Regions from separate parts of the Danio rerio genome. Here region 1 is linked to region 2. A link is a contact called in public HiChIP or PLAC-seq data. All regions are on one chromosome and are shown on one strand. Each heading gives the region's core, a stretch centred on a gene start, on an enhancer-like site or on the middle of the called end of the contact. The rest is flanking DNA. Distances are from core to core; before and after follow the strand shown. Region 1 holds the start of six2a (SIX homeobox 2a). Region 2 holds the start of si:ch211-117n7.6.

What was found. HiChIP or PLAC-seq counts read pairs in DNA pulled down with a chosen protein or histone mark.
Region 1: a contact with region 2 is called in an H3K4me3 HiChIP or PLAC-seq map of embryo, with 4 times the contacts expected there. The contact joins the promoter of six2a here to the promoter of si:ch211-117n7.6 in region 2. A contact is called at or near these places in 3 of 18 Hi-C or Micro-C datasets (caudal fin, fibroblasts and an unstated tissue) and 2 of 4 datasets of contacts at active chromatin or transcription factors (caudal fin and embryo).

The regions. Positions count from the first base shown.
Region 1 is chr13:10,660,822-10,665,088 of GRCz12tu, reverse strand. six2a (SIX homeobox 2a) reads right to left here and starts at 1,473. Exons shown (of 2, transcript NM_131783.2): 1 at 661-1,473. The coding sequence starts at 1,220. LOC103911981 (a long non-coding RNA gene) reads left to right here and starts at 2,274. Exons shown (of 3, transcript XR_663166.5): 1 at 2,274-2,417.
Region 2 is chr13:10,320,891-10,325,554 of GRCz12tu, reverse strand. si:ch211-117n7.6 reads left to right here and starts at 2,991. Exons shown (of 13, transcript XM_021472679.3): 1 at 2,991-3,131; 2 at 3,706-3,791; 3 at 3,893-3,986; 4 at 4,089-4,208. The coding sequence starts at 3,043. srbd1 (S1 RNA binding domain 1) reads right to left here. Exons shown (of 22, transcript XM_073920698.1): 3 at 1,611-1,708. The coding sequence starts at 1,690.

The DNA of each region.
Region 1 (4,267 bases), core at 224-2,723, 340 kb before region 2:
CCATAATTATTTATATGGTTTGGAATAAATCATGTCGGTTAAAACATCGTCACAAACTGATTTATCTAAATTCTAAATCACAAGGTGTCAATTAAAGGTTCATTCATAAAGTATTAATTAAGGATAAAGTATCGGGAAACGTATGAGCTAGTTTAATGGTTTACATTGTGGTTTCAACTTGACTAGCTCGCCTGCGGGTGAAACAAGACACGTTTAAGGAGTAGCCTTTGCAACTGCACACATTCATAACAAGAATATGTTCAGATACTTTTTTACAATTCGAAGAACATTACCATTAATTAAAAGCGGATTATTTTTCCCTCAAACTGGATTACACCAAAATACACACCACGGGCTTTAAGACTTTTCCCGTAAGCATGGGCCTGCTTTTCTCAAACAGCAGCCTACTTTTTATTGCATATTACAAATGACATGGAGAACTATTTATTACAAAAATAACGATCAACAATTACAGAGAACGGATGACATTTGTACCGACTGTGCTCATCCATCTGTGGGAACTTTAGGACTTTTTACACACTCACCACTGACTTGATGTCACATTGCACGGCACGAATATATGCATATAATGCGTTCCAATTACTTTTAGACACTTAATAATATTAAACACTAATAAAGCAACAAACTAAAATTCCGTACCTCTCCTTCGCCTCCGCTGCTCGGTCGCGTTGTCGTCTGTTTTTAAACCAGTTACTGACTTGTGTCGTTGTTAGCCCAGTTGCCTCAGCTAGTTCCCTTTTCTCCCGCGGGGAAGGGTAGGGGTTATGGGTATACCATTCCCGCAGCACGCTCCTGCTCTTTTCTTTAAAGCAGTAACTTGTCTCCTCGCCGTCCCAAATGGAGCGGGGTAGCGGAAACTTTCTTCGGACGCGGTACTTCCCAACAGCCCCAAGAGGGCGGCCCCGGAGCTTCTCAGCCTCGATATAATGCGCTTTGAGCCACAGCTGCTGCAACTTCGGATGGTTGTGCGGGGAGAACTGGTGGCTTTCGAGAATCTTATAAAGCTCTCTGAAATTCCCCCTATGAAATGCGACCACAGCCTTCGCTTTGAGCACACTCTCGTTCTTGTGGAGATGTTCGCAAGCCGGTAGAGACCACAAAAAGCGGCCGAGACGTTCAATGTTTCCACCCTGCTGAAGAACCTCGCAGACGCACGCCACTTGCTCTTGCGTAAAGCCGAATGTTGGAAGCATAGACATGGTTTGTCTCAAAAATAAACGTCCCTCTTTGTACTTGTATGTCTATCTAAGCGATGACTTGGACTGTCCTTAAAGAGATTTAAAGTAACCCTTGGGAGGCAAACATTTAGAAAGACTTCTTGAGTAGATGGAATCAAATCCCACCGGGTGAAGAGAGGCACAAAACTTTAGATCCGTTCAAACAAGCATAATGCACACCGTATATCCATCTATAGCAGACGAGAGAAAGTTGTTCCTCCTGCGCGAGTCTCTCGCCACCTCTTCTATGTCGTTTCAGCATAACGCACTCCCGAAGAAGGACCTCGCTCTCTTGTTTTAATAATATTATTCTAAGCTGGCAAGAAAAGCGATTATGTGAACGGTGATTGGTTGGTTATCTGACCCGGGGATGATGAGGATAAGACAATAGTTTTAGTCAAATTATTTGCCATGGTTACGCTGTCATTCAAGGTAACCTGATATGCTTTGAGGTGGCTCCTTGGGCTGGCTGACTGATTATTCCCTTCATTTAGAGCCCGCCCACCGACATCGAAATATAGCCTCGACTTTCCATGTATATTACATTTTTTTACCCGGGGTTTGACAGACACTTCTAGCAACCAAAGAGCGCTGATCTGTGAGGTTGTGAGGTAGCAGAAGTTGAGCTGAGAGCACCGGAGCAAGACTGCGCACCAGGCGCTCTCCAAACCAAATGTTTGAGTGACCATAAGCAGACAATCCACCCTGGATATGCACACCTTTTCTCTCTGTAACTTGTCGATCACACCAAAACTATGTTTCAAAGTTCGGAAAACCCCCAGAATCCATAAACTATGTCTCACTAATTAATAAGCAGCACTTATGAATTACCATAATGAAATTCATTTAAAGAAAGTCACGATTTACACAAACATTTTTATAAGCAAAAACTTTCAGTCTTTTTTGTCCTGTTTACATTTGTTTTCAATTCAGTGGCTGTTTAATCGGACCAGTTGTCCCGTGTTATGCATTATTTAACAGTTGTTGAAGACAAACAAGGGGGTATGTTTCTCAAAGTGCACGCGCGTGGAAGCCAGACATTATGGACTGGAGTAGAACGGGGTTGGAGGGCGTTTTTAGGTAGTATATAGCGGTTTTCAAGGATACACGCTAGATTGAACAGCGATTGAGTATTACACCACAAAGGCACTGAAAACACTGCGAGGGACGTTTGAGCAGGTAAGACAACTCATTGAAAATTATTGAAAATGCTGTTTAGACACTAAATCTATGTTTGCGCATACATGTGCTACTTCGGTTGATTTGTTGTCTTGCAAGTCAATTAAGTAAAACTGTAGGTGTTTGTAAGCGACAGTTCAGAAAGGCGCATATTTGAATGATGACCTGCCATTAAGCACGTCATTATTGGCAGATCATCAGTCACAGTCTCTAGAATGAACTTTAACTCAACGTGTACAGTGGCTTAGAAACAAAGTTATTTTCACCAGGTAGACTCCTTTTACAACTGAATGATACTTGAGGCCACAAGAAAGTTCAGCAAAATCACATCTTACACGAAATAAAACTGCTGACGCTGTTGAGGCATGTCAGCCTCGATGTAAGGGAGAGAGAAAATTGCTTAGTATAAGGTCTGGTGTGTCGTTGCGCTTTGTAGATGTCCGTATACTGCTGTGGTGCCGCGAAGGCCTGTGATGTGGCTTGTTTGTGAAGAAACTTCAGAGCTTGTACAGCAAACTATCCAAAAACACGTCAAAGCATGTATCGTTAGGATAATAACCCATCCCATCCATCTCATTAATTGTTTCGCGTATTATAGTCGCCCAAAGATATACTTTTTAAATACTTCCATAAGTTTTGACGAACAAATGCTAAAATAATTAATAAATTAATCAATAATTAATGTTTTAAGACATTTTGACAATACAATCTTGCGATATGATTAAGACATCACAAATTCAATAATTTAACAAGATTATTATAACTATACACAAAATAGTCAATAAAATAAAATAGCAGCAAAATAATCGTAAAATCCAACAAATATCCAAATATTTTTGTGTAAATCTTGAATTTACGCAGTGTAAATGTCTGTTTTTGATCCAAAATAAATAATGAACATTACATAAATAAAAGTAGAGCTGTTTGCACTTATCAAGGAAAGGGTTCAAATAGTTATTTAGATGTCGCATCAATTGCACTTTGCTGTGAGAAAACATTAAACCTGTTGCTTGAATATCTTTACTTGCTGTTCAGTGCTCTTTTTGATTCACAATATACCAATATCGGCTTGTTGCTGAGAGTAAATAAAAAGTTCTTGTCCCAAATTATGTACATTTACATAATCTATAGTCGTTATAGCATAGAGGCCAGCTTATTGTGTGATCGTGTGAGTTATTTTATCTATATTCCACTTGTGACACTGTAATGAAGCTGTAACAATGCAGCGAAGCAATGGAAACGAACACTAAAAGGATTTTGGATGCTTTTGTATTGTGGGGGTATGTCAGTGACAGGCCAAATCAAGGTACGTCTCGCCTTGACACTGTTTGTAAACGGCTTGTTTCCACGGATCATTTTGATCAGAGCTTCGTAGGACCTGCGCTGCTCGTCTGCATGGTGATTATTACAATGCTGATGAATGGGGATCGCGTTTCGTCTAATAGCCGCCCCCTGTTTTGACAACCTCCCACAGCTAACCGGAGAGCGCGCAGCCGCGACCTCCACTAATTGGACTGATTATTGCAAGATGTTTTTTCCTCTCTGGAAAGCGCAGGGTGGCGGCAGTGCGCGGCTGCTCCGCGGCTTGCACCATAAGACCAGATGAGTTACATTCTTTCAGACATGTCATGTTAAGCGGGAATAGTAAGAATTAAACCCAGACGTGTGGTGTCAGCGTGCGGTTCGGTGGAAGAAAAACAAGACACCCACAGTAATTAAAAAACTGAATGCATTAAAATTCCGCGCGAAATAGATAACTAATTGCATTTAATAATAAGAAAAAACACAAGTCGCAGAGGTGTGCATAGTATAAATCACACTTGCTATAACACTCATGTGTACTTTTCTAA
Region 2 (4,664 bases), core at 1,742-4,241:
ATACAGTTCAAGGCAGAATTATTAGACCCCTGTTCATTTTTTACCCAATCTCTGTTTACTGGAGAGAGTTTTTTTTTCAACACATTTCTAAACATACTGTAATAGTTTTAATAACTCATTTCTAATAACTAATTTATTTTATCTTTGTCATGATGACAGTAAATAATATTTTACTAGATATTTTAAAGAAACTTTTATACAGCTTAGTGACATTTAAAGGCTTAACTAGGTTAATTAGGTTAACTACGCAGGTTAGGGTAATTAGGCAAGTTTTTGTGTAATGATGGTTTGTTCTGTAGACTATCGAAAAAAAATACAGCTAAAAGGGCCTAAGAATTTTGTCCTTAAAATGATGTTTAAAAAAATGTGTAACTGCTTTTATTCTTGCCTAAATAAAACAAATAAGACTTTTTTCCAGAAGAAAAAATATTATCAGACATGCTGTGAAAATTTGCTTGCATTGTTAAACATAATTTGAGAAATATTTAAAAAATACAATACAATTCTAAATGGGGCTAATAATTCTGACTTCAACTGTATATTATTTTGTTTAGTTTTTTAGAACAACAGTATCTCCAGCAGAAAAAAATATACAAAAATGCCGTTTGAAACTGTAAAGAAAACTGTGTTCTTGAAACTAATGAAGACAGCAGAAGTCAATGATTCAATTGAATTATTTAGACTTACAATATCTAGACATGTTTACTGCTCCAAATTATTTTAAATGTTTCTCAAAATAAAATGTATTGTGTTCAAAAGACAAAATATTTACGCTTTTTTATCACATTTAAAAACTATATATTTCAGAGCAGTTATTTACAATACACTGAAATTGTGATGTTTTTATCCAAGGTTTTCATACCATCAGAATCATAAACCGGCCCATGCTGGCTTGAATAGCTCCATTTGAAAATAACTTATTAATTTTAGATTGATTTGTATGACTCTGTGGGGGAGTGATTTATGTATAAAATATAGCAAACAAATTACAACTAAAGGTAAATAGCAAAGATAAAAGTGAAATATTAGGTATTGAAAGGATTTCTCCTAAGTCAAATAGTGTTCAAGTACAGACATTGAACAATGACAAAAATAACACTGAATAGTTTTTATAGTATAAACATTCATTCATTTTCTTATCAGCTTAGTCCCATTATTAATCTGGGGTCGCCACAGTGGAATGAACCACCAACTTATCCAGCATGTTTTTACGCAGCGGATGCCCTTTCAGTTGCAACCCATCACTGGGAAACATCCATACACACTCATTCACACACATATACTACAGACAATTTAGTTCACCCAATGTGGGGCTGATCAACTATGACCCTGATTCAACATTGACTATATTGTGCAGCCCCATAGCTTATAGTTTGGTATTTTTACAGGCAGTTTTTATACTGGTTTCATTGTACCCTGCCCTCCTTTTTGTTATTTTTGGAGTTAGTTTCAGTAGCTAAAAAGTAATAGACTGTAACAACTGTTCAATGCTGATTAACAGCTTGAAAAAAATAGCCTAGTTATTCTGTAACTTACACAATAACAAAGGATCTTAGTCTTGGAAGCTGATTTGTTAATAAAAGCGTGATGAATTGTATATGAAGACTCACATGTCATCAAAATCCTCATCCTCATCATCAGTCGTTGGCTCCGTGTACACCTTTGCTGTTGTTCTTGGTCTTCGGAGCATCTTTGTGTGGAAATCAAACTAAATGACAATGAAAAACAAAGATGTCTGGGATAATAAGGGGAAGAGTGGCCGTGCGTATGTATTTGTTCAACCATATAAGTTAATGTTATTTACTTATTATTTATTAGCAGATTTGAAAGCAATCTATCGGTCAGCTCCCAAATTAGATATGCGCAAAACTCTTAGCGCAATACAAAGTCATGCTTAAAGTTGTGCTGAATGTTAAACGTTAAAAATCAAAAAACTGTATAATCTGGACTGGTAAGTTAATTTTGAATTTAGCGCGCGAGCACGTAACTTATGAGTGAGTTATATGGATTGTTAGTTACCCAAACGTACTACGATTAAACCAGAGATGTTTACATGTAGAAAATGTTTAAAGAACAGTTTAAACATACTATTTTACTCTAGCAGACACCTATTTCACGACTGAATGATGGGTTGTTTCCTTAACGACGTCAGCATCAGGAAGTGATGTAGTTCTGCCTTTAAAATAGCATAATAAAAGTTTATGTTTAGAATATTTATATATGTATTTATTTATTTATTTTTCTTCTATTTAAAAAGATTTGGCAGCTTTTTAAATTATTATTGTTTTTATAATTTCTTTTCTTTCTTTTTTTTACTATCGTAACTTTCGTTAGGCAGTGTGTTTGGGGTTTGTTGAAGTGGGTTTTTATATTATAAAAAATAATTCTCTGTAACAATGTCTTTTTTACTTGGCATAAAAATAAAGGGAATAAAGAATATATATATGTATATATATATATATATATATATTTTTTATAGAATAAATATATATATATATATATATATATATATATATATATATATATATATATATATATATATATATATATATATATATATATATATATATATATATTTATATTTATAGAATAAAGGTTTAATGCGTTTGTTTTCTCAAACTGCTGGATTAGGAGCTGGTAAATATTCATTATTTTTGAATAAACGATTTCGTTAAATATTCAATTTAAACTTTATTAGTAATGTTGATTACTTGTGACAGTTTTGAAATGGTAACTGGTGAAATCTTCTAACGTTATTCATTTTCATAATATAAATGACACAAAAGCATAACTTACGCTGCTCAGGGCAAATCTTGCACATAGGAAAATGGTTGGAAAGTATGGTCAAAGATAGAATCACTAATCATTCTAAGCTCTTTGGTGGTGCTGAAAAAAAGCTAAAAGCCCGCACATAAGTCACCCAAGCCAATGAACTTTGCTCTTTACACCCTACTACTAACGTGATCGCGCAGGTTTGCTTGTCAAATATTGGCAGTTTGTAAGTAACTTTGAATAGGTTCAGAGTCTTGCTTGCTCCTCAAAATGAAGCGAAGAGTCGATAAATCCGAAGGTGGTGAACCTGCTACAGGACTGCAAAAGTCTAGTCTGACACTTAAGGATGTGCATGCAAGGTAAGACACTTTTTTAAGTTGATCGGACACCTGTAAAACAAACACCAAATGCAGAAAAGATGCAGTGAAAATCAAGAACCTGTGCTATAAAGATTACATAAATTTGCTATGCTTTTAAGTTACATTTTCGATGCCAGCCATAACTAACTATAGAGTTTCGTTCAAAAAAAATAGAGAAGGAAGTTTATGTTATTAATATTTGCAACGTGCCATATTCACAAATGCAAATTTAACAACCAAAAACATTTTTATTCTTCTATTGTATAAGAATTAGAAAAGTATACAAACAACATGAAGCAATGGTGTAATAAAAAAAAAATTACGTTTTTTTTTTTTTTTACTTGAAACCTTCTAAATCATGTAATACCACAAGACATTTACCTGTATTTGTATTGTTCTGTACTTTGTTCTTTAGGCATACACCCCCCCCCCCCCCCCCCCCCCAAAAAAAAAAAAAAACAGACTAAAACAGATATTTTTAATTTAACTGCATCTAGAGTACTGAACCACCATGTGTCAAAAATCAACACTATTCACATTGTGATTGTGTATGTGTGTACATTCCTTTCTGTAGCTCTCACTGGTCATGGGCTAAAATAGGACTTATTTCTTTCCTCGTCCTCTGTGCAACAATTCCAACTCTTCAACATGTCCTCTCTGGTATGCAACTTTTATGTTTTAAATACTGATGTGATGTTGTCATCTCTACAGTTTATGGATTTTTCCTAAGCTCGTTTTTGTGTGTGTTTTTTTTTTTTCAGATTTTGTTGACCTCAGCCATCCTTTAGATGTGGGTCTCAATCACACTATTAATGTCTATCTCAAACCTGAGGAGGGTGTGAGAGTGGGCGTGTGGTTAGTTTTGTGTCATTTATTTTTATACACACACACACACACAAATCATAAAAAGGATCAGTCACACATTCTGAGGTTTTTTGTCTTATGAATGTTTTGTAGGCATACAGTACCTGAACATAGGTGGAAGGAGGCGCAGGGTAAGAATGCAGAGTGGTATGAGAAGGCTCTAGGGGATGGATCACCAATTTTCATCTACCTACATGGCAATGGGGGCAATAGGCAAGAAATCCAATTCACCTTGATTAACATAATAGAATCCTTTATATTCTGACTTCACTAAAGATTTTCGTGTGCTGCATTTTATTTTATTTTTTGCATTGATCATTGATCTTGTGCACTGAATTTTGTGCAGGATTGCCCGTTATCGTATTAAAATATGCAGCTAATGTTTAAATCTCTATCTTTTTGTAACCTCACTATTTAAACAAAATATTAGTAAAGTGAAGCCAAATATAAGTGAGTAAACACTACCACTCACTCACTATCCTTCGGCTTGGTCCCTGATTATCAGGGGTCATCGCAGTGGAATAAACAGCCAATTAAGCTTGCATATGTAGGGGTTTTATGCGGCAGATGATCTTTGTGGATTTTTTCATAAATATTGAACCAAAATTTTTTAACTAAGTTTTAAGAATATACTAGGTAGGGCTCAGAAAACTAGTCAGTATCTGGTGT